Regions from separate parts of the Mus musculus genome. Here region 1 is linked to region 2. The links are chromatin contacts, called in public HiChIP or PLAC-seq maps. All regions are on one chromosome and are shown on one strand. The core of a region is the stretch at or near the end of the contact, and the rest is flanking DNA. Distances in the headings are between cores, read along the strand shown.

What was found. HiChIP or PLAC-seq counts read pairs in DNA pulled down with a chosen protein or histone mark.
Region 1: a contact with region 2 is called in an H3K27ac HiChIP or PLAC-seq map of microglia, with 5 times the contacts expected there. The contact joins the promoter of Colgalt2 here to the enhancer-like site in region 2. A contact is called at or near these places in 1 of 39 promoter capture datasets (cranial neural crest), 2 of 115 datasets of contacts at active chromatin or transcription factors (embryonic hindbrain and microglia) and 1 of 9 other capture datasets (macrophages).

The regions. Positions count from the first base shown.
Region 1 is chr1:152,396,799-152,401,158 of GRCm38.p6, forward strand. Colgalt2 (collagen beta(1-O)galactosyltransferase 2) reads left to right here and starts at 3,069. Exons shown (of 12, transcript NM_177756.4): 1 at 3,069-3,599. The coding sequence starts at 3,340.
Region 2 is chr1:151,951,374-151,955,975 of GRCm38.p6, forward strand. All of the region lies in intron 3 of 1700025G04Rik (RIKEN cDNA 1700025G04 gene), which reads right to left. Among named protein-coding and RNA genes, the nearest start is that of 1700025G04Rik, 140 kb to the right of the region's middle. Within about 2 kb of position 2,453, at least 79 of the 459 cell types and tissues checked have an H3K27ac peak or open chromatin away from gene starts, as enhancers often do. A contact at or near this core is called in microglia, where this site is marked.

The DNA of each region.
Region 1 (4,360 bases), core at 1,819-4,318, 450 kb after region 2:
CAGCAGAATTTTTTCTTTTGGCGACTACAAGGGGAAACAGGAACTTGGTGGTATCAAGGTACATCTTGAGGTCAGGACATCCAGCGGCGCTGACTTCTCAGAGCAGTGCGTCGGTGGCCCGCTTTTGACCCCCTTTTCTTCGGGGGGGGGGGCGGAGAGGCCCAATTCAGAGATCAAGAGTTGTCTTAATAGCTCCCAACACAATCTGAGAAAGGAAAATATAAAATGTAAAATCTGAAGAACAAAGGGCATCAGGAAATGAAGTCCCAGTGCTCAAGGAGATAAATCTAAAGAAAAGCCTGATTCTTCATGGAATAAAGGGAGCTGTGACCTCAGGGTGAGACCCCACCCAGATAATCTTCCAACTTGTGAAAATGAATTGAAGAAAAGCTTAAGCAGTGAAGGAAGCCACCAAGAAGAGAAAGCTAATATAATTGTAATTTTACAAGGGGCCAAGTTCCAGCCCCATCAAGCAGCTTAACCTGGCAACGTTGGTCATATCAGTTTTTTGGCTTTAGAGCCAAGAATAGAAGAAAGGGTTTGTGGAATCTTCCTCCATGGCTGAGGAAAGCTTCTGAGGCCAGGGGTGTGTCAGGGATGTCCCTGCATGGAGGCCCAGACAGTGTGTAAATCTGTGATTGGGGATCCAAAGATGCGGGAGATGTCAGAGTTATGAGATGCCTGCCAGGGAGGGCTGCAGGATGGGGGAGAAACCAGGCCAAGAGAGAGAAGAATGTTTCAGTCAACAAAGCTATAAGAGTTTGGAGATTTGAAGAGCGCTTTGATATCAGACGTGGAGAGGCAGAATTTGGAGTTTGTTCCGCTGGTTTTAGGTCTTGTTCTGGTCCAATATTTCTTCATTATGTTCTGTGTGTGTGTGTGTGTGTGTGTGTATGTGTTTCTGTATGTTGGAAGTATGTGATCTGCTTTTTTTATTTTGATTTTGCATGGTGCTACAAGTAAGAGAGTGCCTCAAGTCTCAGAAAAGATTTCTAACTTTGCACTTTTAAATGCTGTTGAGATTGTAAAAGACTGTGGGGGCTTCTGAGGTTGGACTAAATGCATATTGCCTTATGATGAGGCATCAAGTCTATGGGAGACAGGGAGTGGAATTCAGTTGTTTAAATAAGAATGGTCCTCATAAACCAATATATTTAAATACTTAGTCACCAGGAAATGGAACTGTTTAAAAGGAACAGAAGGACTGGGAGGTGTGGCTTTGTTGGACGAAGTGTGTCCCTGGGGATGAGCCGAGCTCTCTTTCTCTGCCTGTGGATTAGGGTATAGCTCTCAGTTGCTTCTCCAGCATCATCTGGTGCCTGCTACCATGCTCCCACGGTGATGATATTAATTAAACCTCTGAAACTGTAAGCAAGGCCCCTGTAAATAATTAAATGTTTTCTTCTGTAAGTATTGTGTTGGTTGTAATGTCTCTGTACAGCAACTAAGAGAGGAAGGAACTTGTAAACAAGCAGAACTTGAAGAAGTCAAGGAGTGGAGCTTACATGACAGAGGCCTGGAAAGCTGACAAAAAAAAAAAAAAAAAGATCTCACTACTTTTGTAAATACCAAAGTCTCTGTGGACTTTGCCAGAATATTTCCAGGGGAAAGAACTGGACGAAGTCACCTTTTGCTATGACAGGAGCAAAGGGAGATTAAGAAAGAGAGGAAGGCAGTATTGACTCCTTTCATGGAGCTTGACCAACAGAGTGTCACTAGGAGACAAAGGTTGTTAATTTTGTTTCAGAAGCAGGGTTTTACATAGCCCAGGTTACATGACATTGTGACATGTAGGTAGCTAAGGTTACCTTGAACCCCTGATTCCTGTCTCTACCTCCTTAGTGTTGGAATGGGGAGCCTGGCCACAATGTCTACTGATGCTTATAAAAAGTGTTTGTTTGTTTGAAGGACGTGAGAATGGTCTAAGTTTTAGGATGAGAGAAGAGAGTTGCTACAAATGGACCAGTTGAAGGTTTGGAGAGCAGAGAAGAGCAAGTTGAGGCCTTCCAACAGTTATGGAGAAGGGACAACACAGTAAAAGACAGTGTGTCAGAGCTGGGGCTGGTTGGCCTGGCAGTGAAGGTCATGAACTTGCAGGGCCCCTAGTTCAGCCTGCACACAGGGTAAAGGCTGTGGATTTCATGCCACAGTTTACTCTGGTCCCTGTGTTATCTTCAAAGTAAATAACCTCTAGCTGAGTATTCCAGCTGCTTAAACATTTTGTCAAATGATTGTGTTTTGTGTTCTACCTTGGCCCTGTCTTCTGGCCTTCATTCTCTCTCTTCTCTTTGACTTGTGCTGATCTTCCCACTCTTTGTCAGTTTGCGTGATTAAGGGGGGGGGGGGGGCATGTGAATCTTCCTTTTCATCTCCTCACTTAGGAAGGTGCTCCTTGGACTTGAGAGATAAAGTTCTTACTGCAACCTTTCTTGGGAAGAAAAAAAGAAAGGAGAGAGAGAGAGAGGGAGAGGGAGAGGGAGGGAGGGAGGGAGGGAGGTAGAGAGAGAGAGAGAGAGAGAGAGAGAGAGAGAGAGAGAGGAAGGGAGGGAGGGAGAAAGAAAAGACAAGAAGAGAAGAGAAGAGAAGAGAAAAGAAAGAAAAGAAAAGAAAAGAAAAGAAAAGAAAAGAAAAGAAAAGAAAAGAAAAGAAAAGAAAAGAAAAGAAAAGAGGCTCCAGAAGAGTGATCCATTCGGAGCTATTATTTTCAGGGTTCTGATTTGAGGTCTAAAATTCTCCAAGTCTTCAATTTTTCAGAAGTTGTATGTCTATGGAATACAAGCATTCTGCCTCTGTAGATGTTATAACATTGTTTCTCACAGTCCTGGGTGGTTGAGGAGACCTCCAGTTTTAGAACTCTAATCTGTCAATAGGTGCATTATAAAGCCCTGGATACATCGCGTCACTGTGAAGAACTTCAGACTGCGGTTAGAAAAAGCAGAATAAATTTTCTTGGGGTTGTACCGTTATGTATACACACACACACACACACACACACACACACACACACACACACACACACTCTCCCATTGGCAGACAGGGCCACACCTCACAGCTCTGGAGGAAGCCGCAGACCTCAGCTGTACAAGCGCAGCCTGGACTAGGGGAACTTTCCCTGGAACTCGGGAAGATCAGCCTCCCGGAGTCGACCTGTCTGCAGGGCGGAGCGCGGGGCAAGCGCGGGTGGCAGGGAGTCGGTGCACAGGGGACTCAGGTCAAGGCTGGTCGGCGGCGGGTCCTGCGAGCCTCAGAAATCAGTGCCGGTGCACGCTCCCGCCGTCCCGGGGCAGCCGCATCCCCGGCGCCGCTGGCAGCATCGCCGCCTCCCGCCGGCTACGGAACATGGCTGCGCGCCTCGCCACTGTCGCCTGCGCGCTGTTCCTGCTGTCCTCCGCCCTGCTCCGCCTCGGCTGCCGGGCGCGCTTCGCCGCCGAGCCCGACTCGGATGAGGACGGAGAGGAAACGGTGGCGTTCCCCGAGTCGCCCCCGCAGAAACCCACGGTGTTCGTGGTCGTTCTCGCCCGCAACGCTGCGCATACGCTGCCTTACTTCCTCGGCTGCCTGGAACGGCTGGACTACCCCAAGAGCAGGATGGCTATCTGGTGAGCGGGTAGGGGTCCTGGGCCACCGCGGGGAAGATGAGGGCAGCTTGCTGCGCACACTCCCTTGCTGCCCGCGTGGGTCCTGGACTGAGAGAGTGGTGGGGCCGGGAGGGAGATGAGAAAACCTATGGACGAGAATCTGGAGACCTTGACTTTCCTCATCCCCCTCCTCTTCCTGGTTTCTACTGGGAGAGAGTGTCTTCTCCAGATGCGAGACACAGAACTTAATTAACTAAGGCAGGAAAGGGGTCCACAGAGACTTGGGAGATGGAGAGTGAGTCACCCGGACTTGCAGGTGCTAGGAGTCTGCTCTCTGAGTAACTCGGCTTCTGGTCCTCCCCTGGGTTATCTGAACTCAGGGATGGAGATTTTGAAACTTTGTTTGGAGTCTTTCCAATCACACCACACTGTGGGCTGGTCTTTTCTTGGGAGCTCCAGAAGGTCCCTGCCTGTTCAGCCTCCTGAGACACGTTCCCACTGCAGATGCAAACTGTACTGAGGTGCCCTAGGGTCTATGATGGGCCATTGGAGCCATCATTGGGAGGATAAACAGTCAAGTTTTGTCTTCAGGCTAAAGAATTCTATGCTTGGTCCCTTTGTGTTTGCTGTGGATCAGGACAGGGAATCAATGGAAGTCTGTCCCTTCCTCCCGTAGACCTCAGTCCATCCAGTTCCACACCTTTAAATCCAAGCATTCGTGGTGGAGTCGGGCAGGCAAGCTCTAGATGGTCTGCAGAGAAAGTAAAATCTGGCCAGGGAAG
Region 2 (4,602 bases), core at 1,203-3,702:
ATTCTCTATTAGACCAAAGTAATCAGCCCACTCTTGAGAGTTGGAAGGGTGTTTGGGTGGGAGGGAGGAAAGGAAGGAGGTGGGGGAGAGAGAGGGGAGGGGGCAGGCGCAAGTGAGCTTATGTGACTAGGTGATTTGGCTATGAATTACCACACTGGCCTGATTCTTATCTGGTACCAGCCAGCCTGCTTTCCCCAGACCATGCAGCAGTAAGTACCACCAGGAACAATGAGCAAAGCTTTGAGAAACGGACCCTGATGCAGGGCACAGCAGAGGACAGGTTCTCCCTAGGCTATAACAAGCCTTGCAATGGTCAGAAGGAACAGGTGACATCAGGGTGGCTGCTGATGAGGTGGCAGCAGAACGTGTCTGATTCCAATCACAGGATTATGTACTTTGGAGTGTTACATTGCTGATGTCCTGGGTCAGCTTTTGAAATTGCTAAGAATGTCAGACACACATTACTTGGACTCTTGTCTGGTAGTTTTCCATACTATCTTCCTAGAAGATGGTATAGTCATTTTGATTGTTCTCATTTAATCTATCCAATTTTTAAAAAAAAATCAAGCTAAAAAATTAAATATCTGAAAGCTTGACAAAAATATTAGAGAAAAACATTTGGCTTTATTCTCTCAGCTGTCGTGGGAGGTAACACCAGTCAGGCTTGTTTTCTTTCTTTTCTCTCTGTCTGTCTGTCTCTCGTGCACTAGGCCCGGGGTAGGGCATGAAAGAGCTTCTTCAGGATTTCCTAGATTTCTTCTTTGTGCTTCCAGAAACCATGTTCCCACCAGCTATTCTAAGAACTTAAACACATCATGCCCACTGTGCAGAGAGAAGAGAGAGACTCTGAATGTTTAACTAGCAATGAGATAATATCATAGACGTAACTTCAAATAAATGAAGAACGATTACAGTTAGAGGCAAAAAGGAAGCTACATAGGCCAGACCCTTCTATAGACAAGGACAGCATTTTACTTGTATGTCTTAGCTTGCCCATGAAGAGCACGCTCAGTGCCACTCTGGAGCCTTGTCCTAGAAGACCCTAACCAGATCTTTTCCTCCTTTGCTTTTCTCTAAACTTAGTTCCTGGAAGAGCTCAAGGTTTCTCCTACTTTGGTGGCCTGCGTGTGTGTGTGTGTGTGTGTGTGTGTGTGTGTGTGTGTATGTGTGTGTTTAGGCATATGCTTGTACAAACATGCACTGAGTCTCCAATCATTCTCCACCTTATCTTTTGATATCAGGGTCTCTTACTATAACTGGAGCTCATGAAGTGAGCTAGATGGAAAACAAAGAGCAAGCTACCTGCTGTTCCCACCTCCCTAGGACTGGGACTGTAGACACTGCCTGCTGCACTTGGCTTTTCATGTCGGTCTGGGGGCTCCCAACTTAGGACCTTCTGCTTATTCAGCAACACTCTAATGTGACCTCTCTCCCTGGCCCAACTTTGTTGACTCCTGATGTATAGTTTCCTTTGCCTAAAGGGCTATAGTTATTAGCAATTCATCCTGAGATCCTTGTAGGCTTACACTGATCCTCCAGGTCAGCCAGTGCCCAGAACCTGGGCTAGGCCATCAACTGGACAAGCTGTCATTAAAGCAGAGGCTAAGATACGAGTGCTGGGACTGGGCTGTGTCCAACTGGAGAAAAGAAAGTCTTTGTGAGAACTAGAAAAAGGGCCAGCAACCTGCCAGACTCTGCCAGCAAGTCTGCACACACCTGGAGGCTGCCTTGCAATTTGTCCACACGGAGGAGATTTTCCTTCCTAATTTGTACAAAGGCAATACATAATCTTGCATTGATCCTGCAGGTCTAGCTTTGCATATAGAACAAGCCTTTCCATTCCCAGCACTTAAGGGGCTGGGTAGTCATTTATAGTTAGCTGAAAAGCATCAGGCTTTCCTACTGGAGAGCCAAGAGCCACCACAGCAGGAACTAGGCTTTTTGGTCATTACCTCTGCCACTGTTAAAGAAAATGCTAAAGAGTGTATTTAAGGAATGCATTACTGAAAAGGATGGCCATGGAGACGTTCTATTGAAAGAAATACTCAACAAGGAGCACGAAGGAAATGCCTAGATTTACATACGCACCACTGAGTGAGGACCCCACAGACAGTGAGGAGAACCTGGCAGACCAACAGATGCATCTATCCGTTCATAATCTGAAGAATTTTCATTCAAACATTTCCCTCTAGGGCTGGAAGGAAACATGCTGCTTCTAGAAAACTGCAGAGTCAGGCTGGCTGTCCCTCAACGCCAGCTTGGAGCTGAAGGGGCTTTTAGACGGCGTGCCCAAGCTGAGACAGAGCCCAACGAGACAGAGTTCCAGTGACTCAGGAGACTCTAGATAGATGAGGCATCTGGGGACACGAGTTGAGACCAGAGTTCCTGCCCAGTTATCTGAGGACATAAAGGCAGAGCTCCTCTGTCATGCAGGCTGCAAACTGAGTGGCACACTGCCAAGGAGAAGCCGAGGCTGGTGGGGGAATGGTTACAGCCTCAGCATATCTGCCTGCAGGCCTCAGTCTGGAGCAGGAGAGAACTGTGTCGGGGGGGGGGGGGGGGGGAAGGACCCAAGTGCTCAGAGTAGACAGGGGGATAAGCCATCCCTACAGAGGGAGCTGCCTCAATTTCAAAGCTCTAAAAACTCCTCACCAGGGAAAGGAAGAGATGGAAGATCCAGTTGCTGGTAACAGTTTTCCATTCTTAAAAGAATAGCATACCAGATTGCATGCGAACCTATTTTAAAATTTACGTAAAATTCAGGCAGTGATATATCACTTCCTATCATAATTCTTTATTTACTAGTATAATTTAGATATTTTCGTATCTGCATACACAGATCTTAACAGGTTGCAACAGAGCCTACAATATAATTCACCATCATTTCATGGGCTGGTGACCATGTGGCTTGGTGGCGCTTCCCTGGGGCTTGTGTTGAGATCTTGAAATCTCCAAGTGTCCTCCTGAAATTCCAATCTCCAGAGGTCACACCTTTGGGCAGTCTCTTCTCATCGCCTGGCCTATGTCACCAATGATGTGTTGTAGAAATGTGGGCAAGCCACCTCCGAGATAATGAAAGGTGGAGGCTTCCCTCTCAGGGGGCTCTCTTGCTTGCAGGCTCTGCCTCTGGGATTATGCTCTGGCAGAAGCCAGCAGCTTTACTATGAGCACATACAGGTTGGTGTTGCAGCATCCACACAGCCATGAGGGAACTTAGAATAGAATCCTCTAGCCCTACTTGTATCTTAGACACTTGGCCGAGTGCAATCCCATGAAATACCATGAACTTGAACCTAATTGCCCTGATCCTGAGCTCAGAAACGATGACAGGAAATAAGTACTTGTTTTATGCTAAATTTCCATGGCAACTCCTAACAGAGTAACAAGTAACTAATATACCACACATAATAAGGCCTACAGGTGAATTACCAAGATCAAAGGAATCCACATAAGCCAGGCCTAGTGGCACATGCCTATGAACTCCGTACTTGGGAGGCAGAGGCAAGAAGATCAGGCGTTCAAGGCAAATGCTGGCTACAGAGCAAATTTTAGTCTACCCTGCACTAGCTCAGACCTCCTCTCAACCTCCCATCCCCAAAGTTGATGCAGTAGATTTTGAAAAGATTTGGCCAAAACTTTTTTTTTAACATTGTTTTTCTTATTTATTTATTTACATCCCAAATGTTTCCCCCCTCCTGGTATCCCCTCCCAGAGTTCTGTACCCTCTCCCTCTTCACTTCTGAGAGGGTGCACCCTCCCCCCTACAGTCCCTTTCCCTGGAGCATCAAAGCTCTACAGGAGTAGGTGCATCCTCTTCCATGGAGGCCAAAGAAGGTAGTTCTCTGCCACATATGTGTCAGGGGCCTTGGACCAGCCCATGTGTACTTCTTGGTTGAGTGGCTAAAACTTTTATCAAGGAATGTGATCGCAATGAAGTAGGAAAGCTCTGATTTTCCTAAGTCCTTAGACGATTGTGTTCAACCAATGGGGGAAATGCCATCCAGTCCAGTCGCCCTGACTCGGGCTCCTTTCATCTTAAAAGATCTTAGCTGGAGCCACAAGTTCCACCATGTGTTTTCTTTGATTGGTAGTATATGTAGCAGAGGATGGCCTAGTCGGTCATCAATGGGGGGAGAGGCCCTTGGTCCTGTGAAGGCTCTATACCCCAATACATTATCAGAGATGCAGAAAAAAACTTCTTCCTAAGGAGCTAAGTGGTTTATTATTAGAGACTGGAAGCCAGCATGTCTCAATCTCCACACCACCAAAGATCCAGAATGGCTGGGGTTTCTGCTCAATTAGGCAGCTGCAAGTGGCATAGGGGATGAGCGTCCAGGGGAATGCCAGGGGAATGCCAGGACCAGGAATGGGAGTAGGTGGGTTGGGCAGCAGGGGGAGGTGGAAGGGGATAGGGGGATTTTTGGACGGGAAACTAGGAAAGGGGATAACATTTGAAATGCAAATAAAGAAAATATATAATAAAAAATGAAAAAATCATAAAAAAAGATTTTAGCACACACCCAATACATTATCAGAGATGCAGAAAAAAGCTTCTTCCTAAGGAGCTAAGTGGTTTATTATTAGAGACTGGAAGCCAGCATG